Regions from separate parts of the Danio rerio genome. Here region 2 is linked to region 1. A link is a contact called in public Micro-C data. All regions are on one chromosome and are shown on one strand. Each heading gives the region's core, a stretch centred on a gene start, on an enhancer-like site or on the middle of the called end of the contact. The rest is flanking DNA. Distances are from core to core; before and after follow the strand shown.

Region 1 (3,327 bases), core at 365-2,864:
CACCCCTGACGCCCTACAGTAATGGTCTGATAGTTAATGTATTTACTTAGATTAACTTTGCGACAAACGGTGAAACACAGCTTCCTCCGCGATCCTGCTGTCTGGCTGAAACATTATTTGTGAATTTATTGTATATTAGGAAGATAAAGGTTCCTTTAAATATTAAAATATATTAAATATATTAACTATATTAATAAATATATAAATATAACTATAATATTGCGGTTGTTATTGTTGTTATTAATAATAATGACAATAATATTATTAATATTAACAATAATAAATAAATAGATAGATAGATAGATAGATAGATAGATAGATAGATAGATAGATAGATAGATAGATAGATAGATAGATAGATAGATAGATAGATAGATAGATAGATAGATAGATAGATAGATAGATAGATAGATAGATAGATAGATGGATTTATTTATTTATTTTTATTTATTATTATTATTATTATTATTATTATTTTTAATGCTAGCTCCCCATACCTGGAATTACTTAGGGCCCCCAAATCACTAAGTCTGCCCTTGTATATCTATAATATATTACAAAATATAATATATTACTATAAGAGATGAATTATTTTGACTTTAAAATTCACTAAACATTTATTTAAGCTGTTTTTTATTGTGCCATTATTCGGTACACTCTAAAAATTAAGTTTGCTGCTTGTTCAAATTAGCCTGTTACATATTGTTATTTAACATTATTGATAATAATAGTAATAATGTTGTAATTAATAATAATAATAATAATAATAACCATCTTCATCATCATCATAATATTGCAGTTGTAATTATTATTAGTAATAATAATAATAATAAAAATAATCATAAAATATACTAATTACAATATTGCGGTTGTTGTAATTATTATTACTATTATTGATTACAACCACAATATTATACATTTTTATTATTATTAACCTTATTATTAATAATAATAATTTAATAATAATAATAATAATAAAGATAATAAACTAATTATAATATTGCAGTCGTATGATAATAATATTATAAAAAATAATAATAATAGTTTATAATATTCCGGTCGTTATTATTATTATTATTATTATTATTATTAATTTATAATATTGTGGTTGTATTCAATACTACTACTAATAATATTATTATTAATAATAATAATAATCTAATTATAATATTGCGGTTGTTGTAATTGTTATTTTTTATAATAACAATAATAATATTAAGATTAACAATAAATAAATAAATAAATAAATGAAATTATACATTATTTTATTAATAATAATGTTTTTTGTATAATGAAATAAATAGGCATATTATTTACATTATTTTAAAAATATAGACGCTCATTTAAAACGAGCTGAAACAACACAATTCTTCAGGTTTTTTTTAGCTTAATTGTTTTATGTTCAAATTACAGTTGTAAAGACAATGAAAAAGTTCACTTAATTCATGTTGGCCCAACACAAATCGATTGTTTGGAACCCAGCATTTCTTATAGTGTAGTGTCTGAAACTGAGAGATACATTTCATCAAGATCAGCCGTGTGTATTCCATATGACGGCCTGTTTGTTCTTTAACCACCCTGAGAAATAAAACCCGCCTCTTCACATTGTGTTTTGATGCACGTGACCTTCACATTTCAACAAGTGCCTCTCAAACAGGTGAAAGTTTAACAACCACAGTACTGTATAAACAACAGTAAAACAGCACTGCAGCGGCGCCTGCTGGACAAACACTGTGTTACACAAATGTTCCCATTTCAGGAAACACCATGTACTTTTGCATTAGATCTCATGGGTAAACATATGGTTCACCCTCTGACTGGATTTCCTTGATAATTAAGCAAATCATGCATGTAATTTTTATTAACATCATCATTAACAACATAATTATAATTATATATTATTAGTGTATATATTTTATTAGTGTATATATTTTATTACATAATACATTTGCACTGTATTAAAAATGTTTTGGATTTTAATTATTTGTTCTGTCTTTCCTTGAATCGGTTAATTTGAAAACCACAATATAATATAATATAATATAATATAATATAATATAATATAATATAATATAATATAATATAATATAATATAATATAATATTAGTTTAGTTAACAATATGTCTCTAATTATTAAAGTTTGATACAATACTGATGATACTGATACTGCCACTACTACTACGAATAATAATAATAATAACATTTATATTAATAATAATAATGTTGCAGTAATGGACTATAAATTATTCTATTAATTATTTTTGTCATTTATATAACTGAATAAAGGAGCATTATTTACATTTACATTTTGCAACAATATATTCATTTTCTCATTTTCTTGTCGGCTTAGTCCCTTTATTAATCCGGGGTCGCCACAGCGGAATGAACCGCCAACTTATCCAGCTTTTTTTTTTTTTAGCAGCGGATGCCCTTCCAGCCGCAACCCATCTCTGGGAAACATCCACTCACACATTCACACAAATACTCATACACTAGGGACAATTTAGCCTGCCCAATTCACCTGTACCGCATGTCTTTGGACTGTGGGGGAAACCTGAGCACCTGGAGGAAACCCACGCAAAGGCAGAGAGAAAATGCAAACTCCACACAGAAACTCCTGAGCCGAGGTTCGAACCAGCAACCAAGCGACCTTCTTGCTGTGAGGCGACAGCACTACCTATTGCGTCACTGCCTCGCCCTGCAACAATATAGACTATATAAAATAATATGATATAATTATTATTTAGTATAATTTAATACAATACTAATTAAACTGGCACTGCAAATGTTTTTCTCATTCTATTTTTTATTATTATTATTATTATTATTATTATTATTATTATTAATAATAATAATATTAATAATAATAATAAAATATTATAATATTGCTGTTGTTGTAATTATTATTAATATTAATAATAATAATAATAATTATTATTATTATTATTATTATTATAACAATAATAATAATAATAATAATAATAATAATAATAATAATAATAATAATAATAAACTAATGATGATATTGGAGTTGTAATTATTATTATCATTAATAATAATAATAATAATCATAAAATATACTAGTTACATTATTTTGGTTGTTGTAATTATTATTATTAATAATAATAATAATAAAATACTAATTATAATATTGCAGTTGTTGTAATTAATAATAATAATAAATATATAATAATAATAATAATAATAAACTATAGTATTGCAGTTGTAATTATAAATAGTAATAATAATAATGATAATAATCATAAAATATACTAATTACAATATTGCGGTTGCTATTATTATTATTATTATTATTTTATTATTATT
Region 2 (3,205 bases), core at 121-2,620, 650 kb before region 1:
TTAAATCACCTTTCTTCCCCATTCTGATGCTTGGTTTGAACTCCAGCAGATCATCTTAACCCCGTCTACATGCCTAAATGCATTGCTTGTGTTTGGCTGATTAGAAATTTATGTTAACGAGCAGTTGGACAGGTGTACCTAATAAATTGGCCGGTGAGTGTATATTACTAATTATATATACAGTGCTCAGCATAAACGAGTACAACCTATTACATGTATTGTGTATATTTACACATGTTATTTTTATTTTTAAATGTTTGTCATGTTTTGTTGTTTTTGTACTACATTAAGTCGAACAACATGGGATGTGATTGCATTTTTTTTTGGTCTAAAATGCTTTATTACATTTAATTTCAGTAACAAAAGTTAATCCATCATAAGTCAGGGGTCAGGGGTGTCCAAACTCAGTTCTGGAGGGTCGATGTCCTGCTAAGTTTAGCTCCAACAGAAAGTTTCTAGTATATCTAGTAAGAGCTTGACTAGCTGGTTCAGATGTGTTTGATTAGGGTTGGTGCTAAACTCTCCAGGACACCAGCCCTCCAGGACCCAAGTTCGGACACCCCTTACTTAAGAGTTTGAGGATTTTCCCCTTAAAGGGACAGTGCACCCAAAACTGAAAACTCTCATCATTTACTCACCCTTTGTGTTTCTTTCTTCTGTTGAACACAAAATTAGATATTTTAAAGAAAACTGGAAACCTGTAACCATTGACTTCCATAGTATTTTAGTTACATACTATATAGTTTCTCCTACTATGTTTTCAACCACTTACCTTAATCTTTGCAAATCTAATGAATCTTATTTTTCAGTGGACTTGAAAGATTGTAAATTGTAAGTTTCATTTATGCGTGAACTGTCCCTTTAATGCGACTCCATAATCATACCAACCTGTTTCACACCATTGTCAAACTCCACATTGAACTTCAAGCCAAAGTACAGTTCGGTTAAAAATAAGATGACTTTATTCCTGATCCACAGGATGGGGTCTGGTGTGCCCACCACGGTGATGACAGGACGCCCAGAGTCCTTCTTGTCTGCATCTTTACTATTATATCTGCGCTGCTGACCGCTGAACTGCGCACACCGTCTGCGCAGGTGATGCCATGCGCGCTCTGGAGAGGTCACGCAGATGGCATGAGCGCGCGCGCGCTGATGCCACCACGGTTGGCAAAGGGTCTCGTGTTTAGGATACAAAATATTCCTATTCCACCGAATGGCAAGAGATGCGAGTTCCCGACGTGCAGCCAAACACGCGAGTCGTTGCATCACGGACGCGCATTACAATTAAAGTTGCGCAATCCCGAACTGGTCATTGTAAAACTAGTGAATGACAGAAAAACAGTCCTCACCGTCGCTTCCGTAGCCCTTATGAAACTTGTACCCATAATGCTTTTGGTTTCTCATCACTTGTGTAGTTTCTCCGGTAGATGGAGGCACAGACCCGCGTATGCCATGCGCGCTCCCGCACACTATGACGCACAGACGCTGGATGGCATGAGGAGGCTGATGGATAAACTTTAAACTCTCCTCACAATGTAAGTGACATTTATTAGTTGTAAATACTACATGCGTTCAGGCTTTGGGTGCGTTTAATGTGTATTTCCACCCAAAAATGTCACATAATTGTTTGTTGTTATAGGCTTAACGTTACATTCTTCGGTTGAAAAATAAACGCATTTAAAGCTGTTTGGAAACTCAACTCAATGCCTGAATGTCGTTTCTTCGATGTGTTTTCTTCACAGCCTTCTATTTATATATAATTATATGTTGTTTTGGGGATTTTAGTGCATATATGAATTCAGTTTCTCCCAAATTCGACAATTAAAACAATAAACTTTTCCTATTTTTCTGCTTTCAGGACTACATTCTGGCTAGTTGTCCCCCCGTGAGTATTTCTCAATCAATACACTTTAAAAACGATGATATTATTCTGTATTTTAGTCTTGTTTACTACGTATTCGGTCTTGCTTTCAAATATAAAATAGTTTTCCTTTTAATTATTTTAATACTGTATCTCGTCTCATTGGTAGATGCCGTTTCCCTTTTTTATGTAAGAGCTTCCAATTTGCTCTAATTAAATTGCATGTATCAACCACACTGCTGTAGTGCTAACATTGTCAGAAGATCTGTGGTATTATCGCTGAGATCGTATTTCAAGTTTTTTATGAATATTGTGGTTTCATTTTAATATTTTGTTTTTTATTTTATTTGTTTTTTTTAGTTATATATATATATATATATATATATATATATATATATATATATATATATATATATATATATATATATATTTTTTTTTTTTTTTTTACAATTTAGTTACTCACACACACACACACACACACAAACAATGTTACTCCATTTCTGTGGGTATTTATGTGAATGCATATATGAAATGAGTTTTCCCAAATTCGACAATCACCAAATTCAACTTTTTCAATTTTTTTCTTTCAGGACTACATTGACGCTAGTTGTCTCACTGTGAGTATTTCTCAATGCACTTCAAAAATTATTGTATTATTTAGTATTTTAGTGTGGTTTTCTATTATAAATATCCAATTGACTTGACTTTGACTTTATTAATCCCCAAAAGGAAATTCACGTCACAGCAGAACTCTCCATACTAAAAATAGATAAATAAGTTACCTATACATATAAAAACATTTTTCCTAAATAAAGATGCAAGTACTTGGGAAACAAACTCACAGATATTAAGTCTTGCTTTCTAAAAAGAATAGTTCTTCCTTTAAATTAATATTATTTTTAAATTAATATTTCTCACCACATTGGCAGACGTTGTTTCCTTTATTTTATGAAGGAAATTTTAGTTTGCTGTAATTAAATTGCATTATTTATGCATGTATCAGCAACACTGCTGTAGTGCTAACATTGTCAGAAGAATACCTGTGGTACTATTATTATAGTTTTTGTAAATTTTGTGATAGATTTTTTGATTTTCTGCTTTCATTTGCATATATCATTTATATATATATATATATATATATATGTATATATATATATATATATATATATATATATATATATATATATATATATATATATATATATATATATATTCATACAGTGCTCAGCATATATAAGTACACCCTTCACTCACTTCTCTTTTAAATTCATATTTTTAATAGGAAGCTATGCAATATTTTATTTGTGCATATACATTACATTAGTCAGTACTGAAGCCAAATCT

The links. Hi-C and Micro-C count contacts between places; a contact is called where the count stands out from the background.
Region 2: a Micro-C map of caudal fin shows a contact between it and region 1, with 5 times the contacts expected there. The contact joins the promoter of si:dkey-82o10.4 here to the enhancer-like site in region 1. A contact is called at or near these places in 2 of 18 Hi-C or Micro-C datasets (caudal fin and hematopoietic stem cells).

The regions. Positions count from the first base shown.
Region 1 is chr16:53,527,003-53,530,329 of GRCz12tu, reverse strand. All of the region lies in intron 2 of rftn1b (raftlin, lipid raft linker 1b), which reads left to right. Among named protein-coding and RNA genes, the nearest start is that of plcl2, 12 kb to the left of the region's middle. Within about 2 kb of position 1,614, at least 7 of the 62 cell types and tissues checked have an H3K27ac peak or open chromatin away from gene starts, as enhancers often do. A contact at or near this core is called in caudal fin, where this site is marked.
Region 2 is chr16:54,180,491-54,183,695 of GRCz12tu, reverse strand. It overlaps si:dkey-82o10.4, which reads right to left and starts at 1,370. Exons shown (of 4, transcript NM_001326616.1): 1 at 889-1,370. The coding sequence starts at 1,266. It also overlaps a transcript of satb1b not described here.